Regions from separate parts of the Sus scrofa genome. Here all the other regions are linked to region 2. A link is a contact called in public Hi-C data. All regions are on one chromosome and are shown on one strand. Each heading gives the region's core, a stretch centred on a gene start, on an enhancer-like site or on the middle of the called end of the contact. The rest is flanking DNA. Distances are from core to core; before and after follow the strand shown.

What was found. A called contact is a pair of places that touch in the nucleus more often than the background predicts.
Region 1: a Hi-C map of embryonic fibroblasts shows a contact between it and region 2, with 2.4 times the contacts expected there. The contact joins the promoter of OXNAD1 here to the promoter of CAPN7 in region 2. A contact is called at or near these places in 2 of 47 Hi-C or Micro-C datasets (embryonic fibroblasts and liver) and 1 of 2 datasets of contacts at active chromatin or transcription factors (skeletal muscle).
Region 3: a Hi-C map of embryonic fibroblasts shows a contact between it and region 2, with 3 times the contacts expected there. The contact joins the enhancer-like site here to the promoter of CAPN7 in region 2. A contact is called at or near these places in 5 of 47 Hi-C or Micro-C datasets (embryonic fibroblasts, mesenteric adipose tissue, omental adipose tissue and 2 more) and 2 of 2 datasets of contacts at active chromatin or transcription factors (alveolar macrophages and skeletal muscle).

Annotation. Positions count from the first base shown.
Region 1 is chr13:3,393,132-3,397,499 of Sscrofa11.1, forward strand. It overlaps OXNAD1 (oxidoreductase NAD-binding domain-containing protein 1), which reads left to right and starts at 2,755. Exons shown (of 8, transcript XM_001925300.5): 1 at 2,755-3,040. The coding sequence starts at 2,770. DPH3 (diphthamide biosynthesis 3) reads right to left here and starts at 2,725. Exons shown (of 3, transcript NM_001243616.1): 1 at 2,492-2,725; 2 at 1,894-1,968; 3 at 1-932. The coding sequence starts at 2,599. The coding sequence ends at 867.
Region 2 is chr13:2,449,487-2,454,021 of Sscrofa11.1, forward strand. CAPN7 (calpain 7) reads left to right here and starts at 2,899. Exons shown (of 21, transcript NM_001097443.1): 1 at 2,899-3,004. The coding sequence starts at 2,903.
Region 3 is chr13:3,068,713-3,073,313 of Sscrofa11.1, forward strand. It overlaps a transcript of ANKRD28 not described here. Among named protein-coding and RNA genes, the nearest start is that of ANKRD28, 13 kb to the left of the region's middle. Within about 2 kb of position 3,274, at least 12 of the 83 cell types and tissues checked have an H3K27ac peak or open chromatin away from gene starts, as enhancers often do. A contact at or near this core is called in alveolar macrophages, embryonic fibroblasts, mesenteric adipose tissue and 2 more, where this site is marked.

The DNA.
Region 1 (4,368 bases), core at 1,505-4,004, 940 kb after region 2:
GGCATATGGAGGTTCCCAGGCTAGGGGCTGAATCGGAGCTGTAGGCGCTGGCCTATACCACAGCCACAGCAATGCCAGATCCGAGCCGTGTCTGTGACCTACACAACAGCTCAAGGCAACACCGGATTCTTAACCCAGTGATAGAGGCCAGGGATTGAACCTGCGTCCTTGTGGATACTAGCCAGATTCATTTCCACTGAGTCAGGATGGGGATCTCCACTCAAGGGCATATTTAACTAGAAGAGGCATCTCATTTTCAAATTCATCTTCAGCAAAAACAGGTGTTGTATAACGGAAATGGCATGCTTAACAGAACATAAACATTTGACTAACTGCTAGCTCTGGAAGACTGGCATGGCCAACTGAAGGTGCAATCCTGACTGACAAGAGGCAACTAATTTCCTTCAGTTTAGAACAGCAAAGATGATGTGAAATTAAAGAAATGGCTAGTTTTAATAATCTTAATGACCAACTAAAACATAAAATCCCTTTTTTAAATTAAAGCATCTTAATGACTTTAAGGTAGATAATGCTGTTGTCAGATAATGAAATTAGGTGTAAGTCATAAAAGCAACAAAACTGAGGGAAAGAAAGCACTGATTTGAAATTATCTTCTTTTAAGTGTGGATGGAAAATTAAGAACACTTCCAATTTTAAAGTTCTAAGCACAAAACCTGGGTATGTCATGTGGTGAACCTGCTTCTTCAATTGGAGATGAACCCAGCCGCCAATGGAAAGAATCCACACGCTAATGAACAGCAAACTACAAAATGATGGTCCACATGAAGAAGCCAGTGACTCTGCATTTGATTCTTCCACCTTGGCTCATTCCCAAAAGTTCAGGCTTTGAAGTCCTGAAGTCTTCTTTAGCATTTAACTAGTTCTTTGTTGGTGGAAGGGGCTGGGACTGTCTCTCCACAAGTAAACTGATCCTAAGGCGGAACAAGAAATTACATTCATCACCAAATGTCTGTGTCACAGATGCATCAATAGCAAACATTTATTTTGTTACAGATTCAATTCAGCTCTATTAAACGTAAGTTTTTCCATTCCTTTACCACTTCATCCTCATTCAATGAGTCAATCTCAGCACCAGAATCATCATCTCTACTTAATAAGTAATCACTAATATTCACCAGATACAGAGCAGCCTTCTTTATTGCCTTCCCCAAAGCAAAATGAGTTAACGAATTTGAGTTTTTAAAACTTTAATTTACAATATAGCTGCTTATTAATGTTTTTTTCCTGTTTGTTTTTGGTTTTGAGGGCAGCACTTGCTGCATATGTACGTTCCCAGGCTAGGGGTCAAATCAGAGTCACAACCACAGCAACTCAGGATCTGAGCCGCATCTGCGACCTACACCACAGCTCACTTCAAAGCCCTATCCTTAACCCACTGATCCATGCCAGGGATCAAACCCACATCCTCATGGATACTAGTCAGCCGTAACCCACAACAGCAACTCCCTTATTAATGGTTTTTAATATTTGTTTTAAAAACACAGCATTTACATAACACACTATTAGGTTTTCTTTTTTTTTTTTTTTTTCCTTTTCTTTTTAGGGCCCCAGCCCCGGCATATGGAAATTCCCAGGCTCAGGGTTGAATTGGAGCTACAGCTGCCTACACAACAGCCACAGCAATGCAGTTTCTAGGCTGTCTGCAACCCATACCACAGCTCATGGCAACGCTGGATCCTTAACCCACCGAACAAGGCCAAGGATCAACCCACATCCTCATGGATCCCAGTCGGGATCACTTCTGCAGAGCCACAATAGGAACTTCCCCAATAACACACTATTAGAAAACATTCTCCTGCGCTGACGTATCACAGGCAGACTGCTCTAGGTCTTTGCAACCCTCCTCCCACCTTTTAAAATTTGACCCCTTACTTTGTCATAAATCACTCTAATAATGAGTGAGCAGCTAGGGCACGTTGCCACGTCTTCCCCATTCTCCAAATCTTCCTACAACAAAATCAAACATCGTATGGTCAGCATAGTCTTCCCTTGGTGACCTCCTCCTTCCCCCAAACCTCCCACCTCTATGGGCAAGCTCCTTTGAGGTTGGCCTCCCCACAAAGCATGTGAGAACCAAAACACCTTCCAAGAGAAAGACCAGCCCCACTCTTCCCTGGAAGTGTCATTTGGCGGAAATACCTAGGAGGGTGAGTCAAGGTTCAGTGGCCTCAAAACCCTTAGGAAGACAAAAACACGTCTCTTCCTCCAAAGGAGTATCCCAGAAGTGGATCCTTAAGTGGATAGCGAGAAGACTGATGCCCCTCGCCATCCACACCCTACCCTCCCACCACCGGGGGCCGACTAAGCCAGAACTTGTGCCCACTGATAGCGCAGAGTCATCAACTTCGGGGGAATTCAAAAACGAATAAAGAAGGACGTGGGTAACTATAAGCCGCGCGGATCTATGGCAGAAACGCGGCAAAGGGAAAGCGCGCCTGCTCCGAATTGCCGGGCTGGATTCTGTAGCTACCTTGGTGATGCAGAAGTTATCCCCACACGGGCAGGGGTAGAAGTACGTCTCGGAGTCCTCGTCATATTGGAAGTCCTCGATCTCCACTTCGTCGTGAAACACCGCCATCGTCAATGGGACGAGCAGAAGTCTGTCACCTCCGCTGTCCGACCCAGGCCGGGGCCGGTCCCAACTTCTCCGGCGCCGGCCCAGCCGGCGTCGTCACCGCCCCCTTCCCCGGCGCAGGAATGACCGTTTCCGGCGCATAAACAATGACGTAACTATGGGCTTGAGGCCAAATGGGTGACCGGGTAGCGATCACCTTGGAGATGGCTGAGCTAGGGGGCGGAGACTTGAGTTACCGGCTCTCTCTGCTCTGTGAGGTCCCGCACCGCTCCACCCAGAGGACGGCAGCGACCAATGAAATGTGGGACTCGCTCGTGCGGCTGCTGCGTCACGTCCGGGACACAGGAAGCTCTGCGGAGCCGGGGGAGGGGAACTTGGCCCGGGAGTTAGAACTGAGTCCCCGCGGCAAAAGCGGGAGCGGAGTGGAACTTGCTTACTACGCGGGTATGGAAAGTGCGGCTTCACTTCGCGCACCTTAGACCTTAACCAGACCCCGAGCAAGGCCGCGGCCGGCCTAGGTGGCCTGCACCCGGCCCTCGGCGCTGCTAGGGAAAAGCGGGCGTGGTTTGCTGCGTCTGAGGCGGCGGCGGGAACAGCTCAGCCTCTTGGACCTCTGTCCCTGCCGCCCCAGTGGCGGACGAAAAGCTCCCTTGGAGTTTTGATTCACTGAGTGACCTTGAGCTCAGAGCGACGCGTAGTTTGTAGTTTCGGCTGCACTCGGCTGTTCAGGTACATCCCGCCTCTTCCTCACCCCAGATTATCTTCAGATGCTGTAATTTGGGCGAAAGGACCAAGCAGGATCTGTTAGGCAGGTTGAGTCCTCTTTGCCGAGCACGTAAGATTCTTAACTACAGTCAAGTGTTGCGCTAATTGTAATTCTTCCGTCAACCCTGGGAGTTTAGATGTTATTCCGTATAATTAATCTTTAAACTGAGATACAGAAAGTCAAGTATCTCGACTAAGATCACATACCTAGGAAATGAAGAGCCTGTATGTCCCCAAAGCCTAGGAACAAATTTCTTATATGAACCAGAGTTTCTTTCTGCGAAAGAAATGGCATCAACATGCGTAGTTATTATCTTGTGGTCTTTGTATACCTTGAAGCGGAGTGCAGTTGAAAGGTCATTTGTCTTTGGAGCAGTGCTTGTTCCTGTTGGTGTCAAACGGGGTTTCCTGGGTATTACTCCGTTGGTAGGCATTTATTCAAATCGTGGTAGAGACAGAATGCAGTGAAAGAAGAAATGCTGAGAAACATAAGATAATCTAGCTCTGGGAGCTGGATATTTACGTTCTTTGGGCCTTGCTTCCTCATCTGACAGAAAAAGGTTGAATTAGAGATGATTTACAAGATTCTTTTCAGATCTAACATTCTACTTTTGCATGGAAATTACAACTTTTACTTGGTTCAGCAGTCACTTCTGTCATGTTTAGTTTGTATTTAAATGATACATATGCATAATACATATGTCCACAGCCCTATGCTTATTTATGTATACACACTCAAATGTTTGCATGAAGTTATCAGTTTTGTGCACCCTAAAGTTCCACCTGGTTTAGGCCTTTTAAGGCTTGAAAACCTAAAGGCAGAGGACTCTTTGGGAGAAGATTTAGAAGTGACATTAAAGGGGTTCATAGATTATTTCAGAGGCCTCACAAACATTCCATTTTGCCTAATTGGAAATCTGCATAGCAGTTAGGAAACATTTGTTAAACATTTGTTAAGCTTGTTGAAGTTTAACTGGGATGATTCTGTTGTGAGCAAAGGAAAAATT
Region 2 (4,535 bases), core at 1,649-4,148:
GGATAATCTATGATTGCCAGATATAAAGTCAATATATACATATTAACACTATTTCTATACACTAACACAAACAAGAGGAAATTGAAACTAAATAACACCATTTATTTTATTTTGTTCTATTTCATTTATTCATTTATTTATTTAGTCTTTTGTCCTTTTAGGGCCACACCCACGGCATATGGAGGTTCCCAGGCTAGGGGTCTAATCAGAGCTGTAGCTGCTGGCCTATGCCAGAGCCACAGCAATGCCAGATCCAAACCAAGTCTTCAACCTATACCACAGTTCATAGCCATGCCGGATCCTTAACCCACTGAGCAAGGCCAGGGATGGAACCCACAACCTCATGGTTTCTAGTTGGATTCGTTTCCGCTGCACCACGAAGGGAACTCCAAATAAGTAACACCATTTAAAATAGCATCAGAAGTAAGAAATGCTTATAAATCTGTCAAAAGATGGATGTGTAAGACCTGTGCCCTATAAAACCTTGCTGAGAGCAATAAGAGAAGCCCTCAATACATGACAAGGTTTACCATGTTCATGGAAGTCTCAGTGTTTTTAAAGACTGTAGTTAACTTTGAAGCTTTAACTTGCTTTTCCCAGACTTATCTCACTCTCTTTCATTTATCTTTGTATCTTCAATGTTTTGCTCTGTGCCTGGCACCAAGTAGGCATTCAGTGATCAGCAAATAAGTGAACAAGGAATAAGGGAATAAATGAGAAGGTATAGGGAGGGATCACAAATCCAGGGAGAGCTAGAAAAACCCCCTTCAAGAGGAGATAGGAATTCTACAAGCTGAGACGAAAGGGGGAACAGTAGACACAGAAGCCCTCTTCTGAGTGAGCAAAACTGCATTCGTCTGCTGTAGCTTGGGGATCAGTTCCTGCAAATATCTTGGGAACACACCCTGAGCTCCAGTTCTAAGGAAACTTCTATTCTGTGTTAAGGAATTTTTACTTCATTCTTTAGAATCAAGATAGGGGAGGGTGTATTGAGTATATTTAGCAGGGGAGTGACTCACTCAACATTTTGAAATATTTATTCAACACCTGCTCTGGACCAAAGCTTGGGCTTAATTCTGGGTTTAAACTGATAGAGACAGAAACCATCCCTGCTTCAGTTATTAAACTGTAGCAGCTAATAATGGGAAGCAGGCAGAGTCAAATTCTCCATCTGTGCGCTTTACAACCATCCAATGAGATAGTTATTAACTTCACCAAATGTGAAGGAACAGTTATGGAAATTGCGTCCCATTTAAATGCAAGCCAACTGACTAAAAAATTTTTATTGAGGTATAATGAAGGAAAATTAGAAGTATGCGTTTAAAATGTACGGTGTAATAATAGGTCTTAACAAATGCATGTGTTTTTGGCATCACCTTCAAGACACAATACATTTCCATCGCCTCCAAAGAAATAAGAAATGCTTATAAATCTGTCAAAAGATTCTCTTATCCGTTACCAAACATTGATGTGATTTTGTCACTGGATGAGTCCCCTGAGAGTGGGCTCTTGTTCAACACTAATAAATCAATTGTCCGAGGAGACGCATGACTGACAAAGCAAAAGACTGTTGAAAAGGGGCACTTCAGCAGAGAGCAGCAGGTAACAGAAACCAGGAGAACTACTCTGCCTTGTGGCACACACTCTCCGGTTTTTGTGGTAGCAGGCGGGGGCATCAGATTTCCAGATTGTCTTTGGCCAGTCACCTTGCTCCTGCCTTCCTTTGTTCTGATCAAAGCCCTTCCTGATGGCTTATGCATCTCTTAGTCAAGGTAGTTTCCAGCATGAGTGTTTCCAGGAGGTTAGCAAGACATATAAACTGGAGTCTCCTGCCCTTCTTGGCCCCTCCTGAGCTTCCTCCAGGTTGGTTTTAGGCCCTTCACTGGTTTTGTGTTCTTTTGAAGCATCCTGATGTGGGAGACTTAAGCAAAGGTGTTACATCCTGTGTGGGAGACTTGAGCCGAGGTGCTACTACGGTGCTAGCCAGGGCAGGCGGTTTGGGTCCATGGTTCCCTAACAGCTTCACACGTTATTGATTAGATTCATCTTTTCTGGTGTTTCTTATAAACATAGTCACAGTTGTACTCTCTCATCTTAACATACAGTGAATTTCGAGTTTTGTCAATATTGTGGTGTCTCTCACTAGTTTATTTTTATTATTGCTGAATACAGAGTTTTAAAGAGAAAGACCATTAGCCAAGTAATCACCTAATTGAGTATTACAACAGCATTGTTAACCTAAGGATAAGTACACATTGTTATTACACAATTCAATCAGTACTATAACCTCGGAAAGTTATACAGGGTTAAAATTGAATTTGCGGCTATAAACTTATTAAAGAGTATCGCATAAGAATCCTATGTCCTTACTGTATTTCCCTAATTTTTAAAAAAGCAGCCCAGAAGATGGGAAGAGCTCTCCGGCACCGGGGGGGGGGGGGGGGGGGGTGGGGAGGCGGGAGTGGGTAGAGCCCCGTAAGGCGCATGCGCCCCTCCTCCCTAATCTGGCCAGCAACAGCCTCGCAGGGCACTACCACCTGCGTGTAGAGGGCGGAGGCAGCGTCCGCTCGGACGTGGCACCGGTTGCGTCGGTCCAATCCTGGGCGCAGTGGCGGTCACGTGCACTCGGCCCCGCGGAGGCCGGGCCCCGCCCACCGCCCCCGGCGCCCTGGCTTCACGGACTCGCCTTACCCGGCCGGCCGCGCTTGCGCAGTGCGACCGGTGGGCGGGGCGGGGAATGCGGCGGCCGTGGAGTCAGGCTGCCCGCCGGCTGGGAGCCGGGTCTGTGCTGAGGGGCCGGCCGCTGTCCTTCCTCAGCCGCCGGAAGTGAGCTCCAGCATTTCTGCGCGGCCCGGGCCTCGCCTGGGCAGCAGGCGGCGGAGGACCTCGCCGCGGGGCCGCCATGGACGCGGCGGCGCTGGAACGGGATGCTGTGCAGTTCGCGCGGCTGGCGGTGCAGCGCGACCACGAAGGCCGCTACTCAGAGGCGGTGTTTTACTACAAGGTGGGCTGGGGGCGGGCCCAGGTGCTGCCTGATGGGCTTCGCATCGCATCGCCGCTCCCGCTGTCCTTCGGGGGTGGGGGACGGTGGCCCCGCTGAGAGGCCAGGCCTGTCCCCGCCCCCGCCCCGGAGTCCTCCTCTTGGGCTTGGTAGCCTCTCCAGGGTCGGGTCCGTCCTGAAGGCGAGGCTGAGCTGTCAGCTCACTGGGTCTCACTGTCTTGGATGTACTCGGAGACAGTGCGTGCTCAGACGGACTCAGAAAGTCAATTAAAAAGAATAAAGCATCGGATATCCTAGCGTTTGACCTGTATCTTTGTTTTTCTACGCCTATGTGTCTACACACCTTTAAAAAAACCCCAAATCGTACTGTTTATACTGTTTTAATCTTTTCATTGAAACTTTTAAAAAGTTATGAATTTTTTTAAGATTCATAATATTACCTTGTTAGTGGATGCATTCTGTAGCTGTGTCTTGGTGTATTTACAAACTCTTCCGGTCATTTTATGTTCATTTATGAACATTTATATTTTGATCTTCAGCGTCATAATATCCTTATACTCATGCTTTACATGTTTCTTTGATATTTCATTTGGATAATTATTGGGGCCAGAATTATTAAAGACTAGGCGCTTCACAGTCCACTCTTTGCTCCCTAATCCTGAGGATTTGCAAACACAACTGTCTCGCTGCCGTCTTGCCCTGCGCCTCCCTGCTGAGGTAGCTGTATCTTCTTGATATTACTACCTTTTCTTTTAGAAGCAATGTCGACTGATTATACAGTAGTAGTAAATTTTTCCTATAAACGTATATGCTGTCATTAACGTGTGGTTTTTTTTCAGGTTAATATTTAATTGCCTTTATAATCTATATTTAGAGACTTGATGTGTTTTAGAATCATTCCTTTTGGACTTTTTGTTGACAATTTCATTAGAGTGGTATTTAAAAAGTAAAACTCTGTTTTAGTTTTGTGCAATAACTGACCAATGTTTGTAGGTGAAAATAGTGCCATTTGAAATAGCTAAGGCAAAAGAAAATACTGTGCAGTGTGCCTCTTGTTTTGCTGTAAGATTTGCTTGTTACTATGAAGAATTTCTTTTCCTTGAGAGTCAGAAAAGTGGTTGTGCTTGTAGGAGCTGTTTATGTAAACTATCAGATATTTAGTGTTTTCTGTCTTCATACTCTTCTAAAAGGGGTTCTTTAATTGTTAGTCACTTTCAAGTATAAATGAAATGAGTAAAATAAAGTTGATGCCAACAGTTTTAAAAATTGGCTGTAATATTTACATATAAGGTTATATTTTCCTCCCTCCCCTGAGATATCTGAATTACTGAAATCTGAGGAAAACGTATTTTTTCTATCCCCAATTTCAATTTGGACCAAAACTGTACTCTTCTTATTGATTTTGTAGTTTGAAGGAAACAACTCCAGCTCTAATAACTGGATCAGTGGGTGGCTTCTTTGGATCCAGATAATCAGGCATGAGGTTCTTTGAAGTACACATGCTAAGGTTACTGCAGAGAAGGTGGTAGTACCT
Region 3 (4,601 bases), core at 2,024-4,523, 620 kb after region 2:
GTCAGAGGAACAAAAAGGAAAAAGGGAGTCCCATCATGGCTCATCAGTAACAAACCCTACTAGCATCCATGAGGATGTGGGTTTGAGTCCTGGCCTTGCTCAGTGAGTTAAGGATCTGGTGTTGCTGTGGCTATGGTGTAGGCTATGGTGTATGGCTGGGCAGGGAAACTGGCCCATGCTGAGACTCCCTAGACCTCAAACGGTAAAAGTTGATGCTTGGGATCTTGGACAAGCAAAATGAGGAGCAATGATGTCACTTTGCTTATGAGAATTATTAAGCATTAAAAGCTGCAAGGAAGCATAGAGATAGAATTTAATGCCTCCCTTCTTTGTGTGTGTGTGTGTGTGTGTGTGTGTGTGTGTGTGTGTGTGTGTGTGTGTGTGTGTGTGTGTTGTAGACGCACTCAAGGCATACAGACGTTCCTAGGCCAGGTGCCACAGTTTCAACAATGCCTGATCCTTAACCTACTGCACCACATGGAAACGCCCCCCATTTCTTTTTCTCTTTCTTTTTTTGTGGTCATGCCCACAGCAGGTGGAAACACAGGGCACAGGGATTGAACCTGTGCCACATTGGTGACACTAGGAAACTTCCCCTTCCCTTTCTTGTATATTACACCTTTACATAAAAAGTTGCAGAACAGAGAATTAACATTTACTTTGATGGAGGTTTATAGGAACATGGTGATCTGACCCTGACCATGACCATGACCAGACCTACATGGACAGCTGCCAAGAACAAAGGATTCCATATCAAGAAGTTTACAACAACTAACCATACCCCTATTCACCTTTCCTATAAAAGGGCTTAGTTGAAAGACTTTGAGGAGTTTGTATTTTTTAGGGCATGAGCCACCTGTCTCCTTGCACAGACTTGCAATAAACTTTTCTCTGCTCCAAACTCTGATGTTTCGGTATTATTTGGTCTCAATGTGCCTCAGGCACATAGACTTGCAATTGGTAGCACCAGGAAAAGACAGAAGCGCCAGAAAGCTTATGCAAAGAAACAGCCAAAAACTTCCCAAATCTAGGAAAGGAAATAGATATCCAGATCCAGAAAGCCCAAAGGACTCCTCAAAAAATAAAACAAAACAAAACAAAACAAAAAAACCACTTCAAGACACACTAAAACAGAGCAAGAGAAAAGTGACTCGTCACGTACAAGGGAATCCTCCTCCTAAGACTGCACAGGCTAGCTCATTAGAAAGGATGCTGAGCAGCAACATTAACACAGAAGAAAATAAAACCTTCTGGAAATGGTAAACATGTAAACAAATGCAGAACACTATCATACCATAATGGTGGTGTTTAATGCTTATTTCTAGTATAAAAGTTAAAAGTCAAAAACATTAAAAATAAATACAAAATGTGTTAATGGACACAAAATACAAAAATACGTAAATGGTGACATCAATAACACAGGGTAGGTGGCAAGAAATTACAGTTTTTATAGGAGATTAAATTTATCAGCTTAAAATATCTGTCACAGAACTAAAAGACATATATAGAACATTCTGCCCAACACCAACAGAATATACACTCTTTGCAAGCAAAGAACATTCTCCAGGATAGATGACATCTTATGCCACAAAGTAAATTTTAATAAATTTGAGAAGAAACTAATAATCCACAGCAGAAGGAATACTAGAAAATGTGGAAATTAAACACAGTCTTGAACAACCAGTGAGTCAAAGAAGGTATCAAAAGGGAAGTCAGAAAGTATTTTGAGACAAAAATGAAAACATAACATACCAAAACTCATCAGATGTAGCAAAAGTACTAAGAGGGAAGTTTATACCAAAAAAATACCAACATGAAGAAAGAAAGATCTCAGAGATTCCACTCTGCCTCAGCAGGTTAAGGACCAGACATTGTCTCTGTGAGGATGCAAGTTTGATTCCTGGCCTTGCTCAATGGGTTAAGGATCCAGCATTGCTGTTAGCTGCAGTGAAAGTCACAGATGCGGCTCAGATCTGGTATCGCCATGGCTGTGGCACAGGCCACAGCTGCGGTTTCGATTCAATCCCAGGTCTGGGAATTTCCATATGTCATGCGTCCATAAAAAGGAGAAGGAGGGAGGAAGAGTTCCTGCTGTGCAAAGTGATTAAGAATCCAATTGTGGGACGGGTTGCTGCAGAGGTGCAGGTTCAATCCCCAGCCTGGTGCAGTGGGTTGAAGGATCTAGTGATGCCACAGTTGTGGCAGAAGTCACATCTGCAGCTCAGATTCAATCCCTGGCCCAGGAACTTCCATATGCTCTGGAGAATGTTTTCATAGGTATGAAGACTAGAAACATTTTCCTAGGATATAATGGCTGTGAGCAAAGGGACAGCTAGCTATACTTGAGAAGTCCTGTGGAGAAGCACGTACTTATGAAAACAGTGAGTTTCAGTGAAGACAGGAAATGGAATGGGCTTTCTGGGAAGAGAGTAGATTCAAGAGTTATAAATGAGAACTTAAGATCTAAGTCAATATTGAAATGACTGTTTTCAGACTTCAGTCTTAAAAAACAAAAAACTGTTTCCTTTGAAAAGTATGAAAGCAAATTTTAACAAACTGAACATAACAATATGGGTAGTTTCTTAGAATATACCCAGTATATCAAAACTAAGGGGGGGGGGGCCCTACCTCATTATAAAATATGTACTACTGTATTTAGACAGTATTTTTTAAGGTTAGACTATTTTCTTCATAAAAAGGTATTTATAATTCAGACTAAAGGCCAGAATGAATTAAAGTTTTTTACATTGTATTACCTGTAAAAATATCCTACTTGATCACCTATTAGTACAATTTGGGGCTGGAATTTATGCTAACCAGCAGCATGTCTGCCATGTAACTTATGTTTACCAGGCCCATGAGAAACACATTCTCTGACATATCATTGCATTATTATTTATGTAATGAATAATCTTTTAGCAACTGTCTCAAAGACAACTTAGGCTGAATACTACAAAGTAGTAGTGTATACGATTCATATTTTAAACAGGCTGAATTTCTGCTTTCCTTTAAAAAAAACTGAGGAAAGGTTATTTGCAATTCATTCTGGTTTCTACAATGGAGTGACACTGAGATAAATATAGTATCAAGTTACTGTACTTTAAAAACCAAAGGAAGAAAAATTTCAATTTAAAAATAAGTTGCTATGGTTACTCAATGTTTACCTTTATAAGCAATAATTACATGAGCCATCCACGGAATTCCCACAAGGGCAGTAAGATCAGTAGCTGAAGTGCACATGAATTATTTCAAACACCAATTGGGACTGCATACGCCAAACTTCCACCTCAAAGTAGCTACCGTTGGGAAATACTAAAGATGATGATTCACATTCTTCTAAACCATAGAAGGGTGGAGACAAAAATACTGAAAGTAACTATTTTCAAATCCAAGTGATGACTCAGATAGTTTACAACATTTTTCATATTCTTTAGTTTCCTCTATTAAAGAGTGCTATCTAAAATTTTATAAAGAAGTTTCTATTGTTGAAAGAAGGAAAGGGTGTTTCTAATGTGTCTCAGTCATGGAATTTTTCTGCATAAATAGATTTTCATGCCCTCGATAAACATGTACAAAGTCATGCTTATAACCTAATGTTATTTCAGAATAAAACAATGTCAATTCCTTTAAAGGTAGTCAATTTTTAACTTTGTAAGTGGAAAGAAGAGGGTCCCTGTCAGAATTGATAACAAGCTCATTCTTAAATAACTGGGTAGTTAAACGTGCTATCAGTTATTGTATGACAGAAATGTTTCTTTGGCCATGCCTCTGGCATACAGAAGTTCCCAGGCCAGGGATCAAACCCACACCACAGTTGCAGCCTGTGCCACAGCTGTGACAATGCTGGATCCTTAACCTGCTGTGCCACAGGGAATGTCCAATGACAGAAATTCTTTAGTCTGTTTTGTTCACAATGAAAACATTCAGTAATATAAGAATATCTATGAAACTTTGACTGCAATATAATTTTAATGTGACCTCACAATTACCAGGTTCATCATTACATCTAAATTGGCCTACCACCAAAAATATCTACTCTTCTGTGCAACAGACTAACAAATATGTTTGTTCTTTAATATTAGGGCTATCCTAAACTAAAATAGTATGTCACATCAAACTGGGTCAAACAATATCTTTACTGTTTTTTTATTGATATCTTATTATCATCATGAACAAAAAGTAGTAAAATAAGGTAGTTCCAAGGTGACTGATCTTTACTCAACACCATCAGGTAGAACACCTGAGCTCTTTCCAGCTCTTCTGTCAGACTCAACATGGACCTTTGCATATTTCCCTTTGTAGTCACTGCAAGGCATCATATCAGACACATACTGCTATCCAAGAGAAGGGGGAGTTTCCTTCTGTGTCTACCTTTTCAGATACAAAGAAGACTTCACAGAAGCTACCTAAACTGACTTCCCCCAAAATATGACCAGACTTGGCCAATCACATGTCCCTTTCTAAACAAATCATGACCAGGCAAAGAAGGATTACTCTGATTAGCTTACACTATTAGGGATTTCTCCAAGTCACATAAGCCAGGGGCAACCAAACAAAACTGGGACATGCAAGGAAGGAAGTGGGTAATGGCCAGTGAGTAG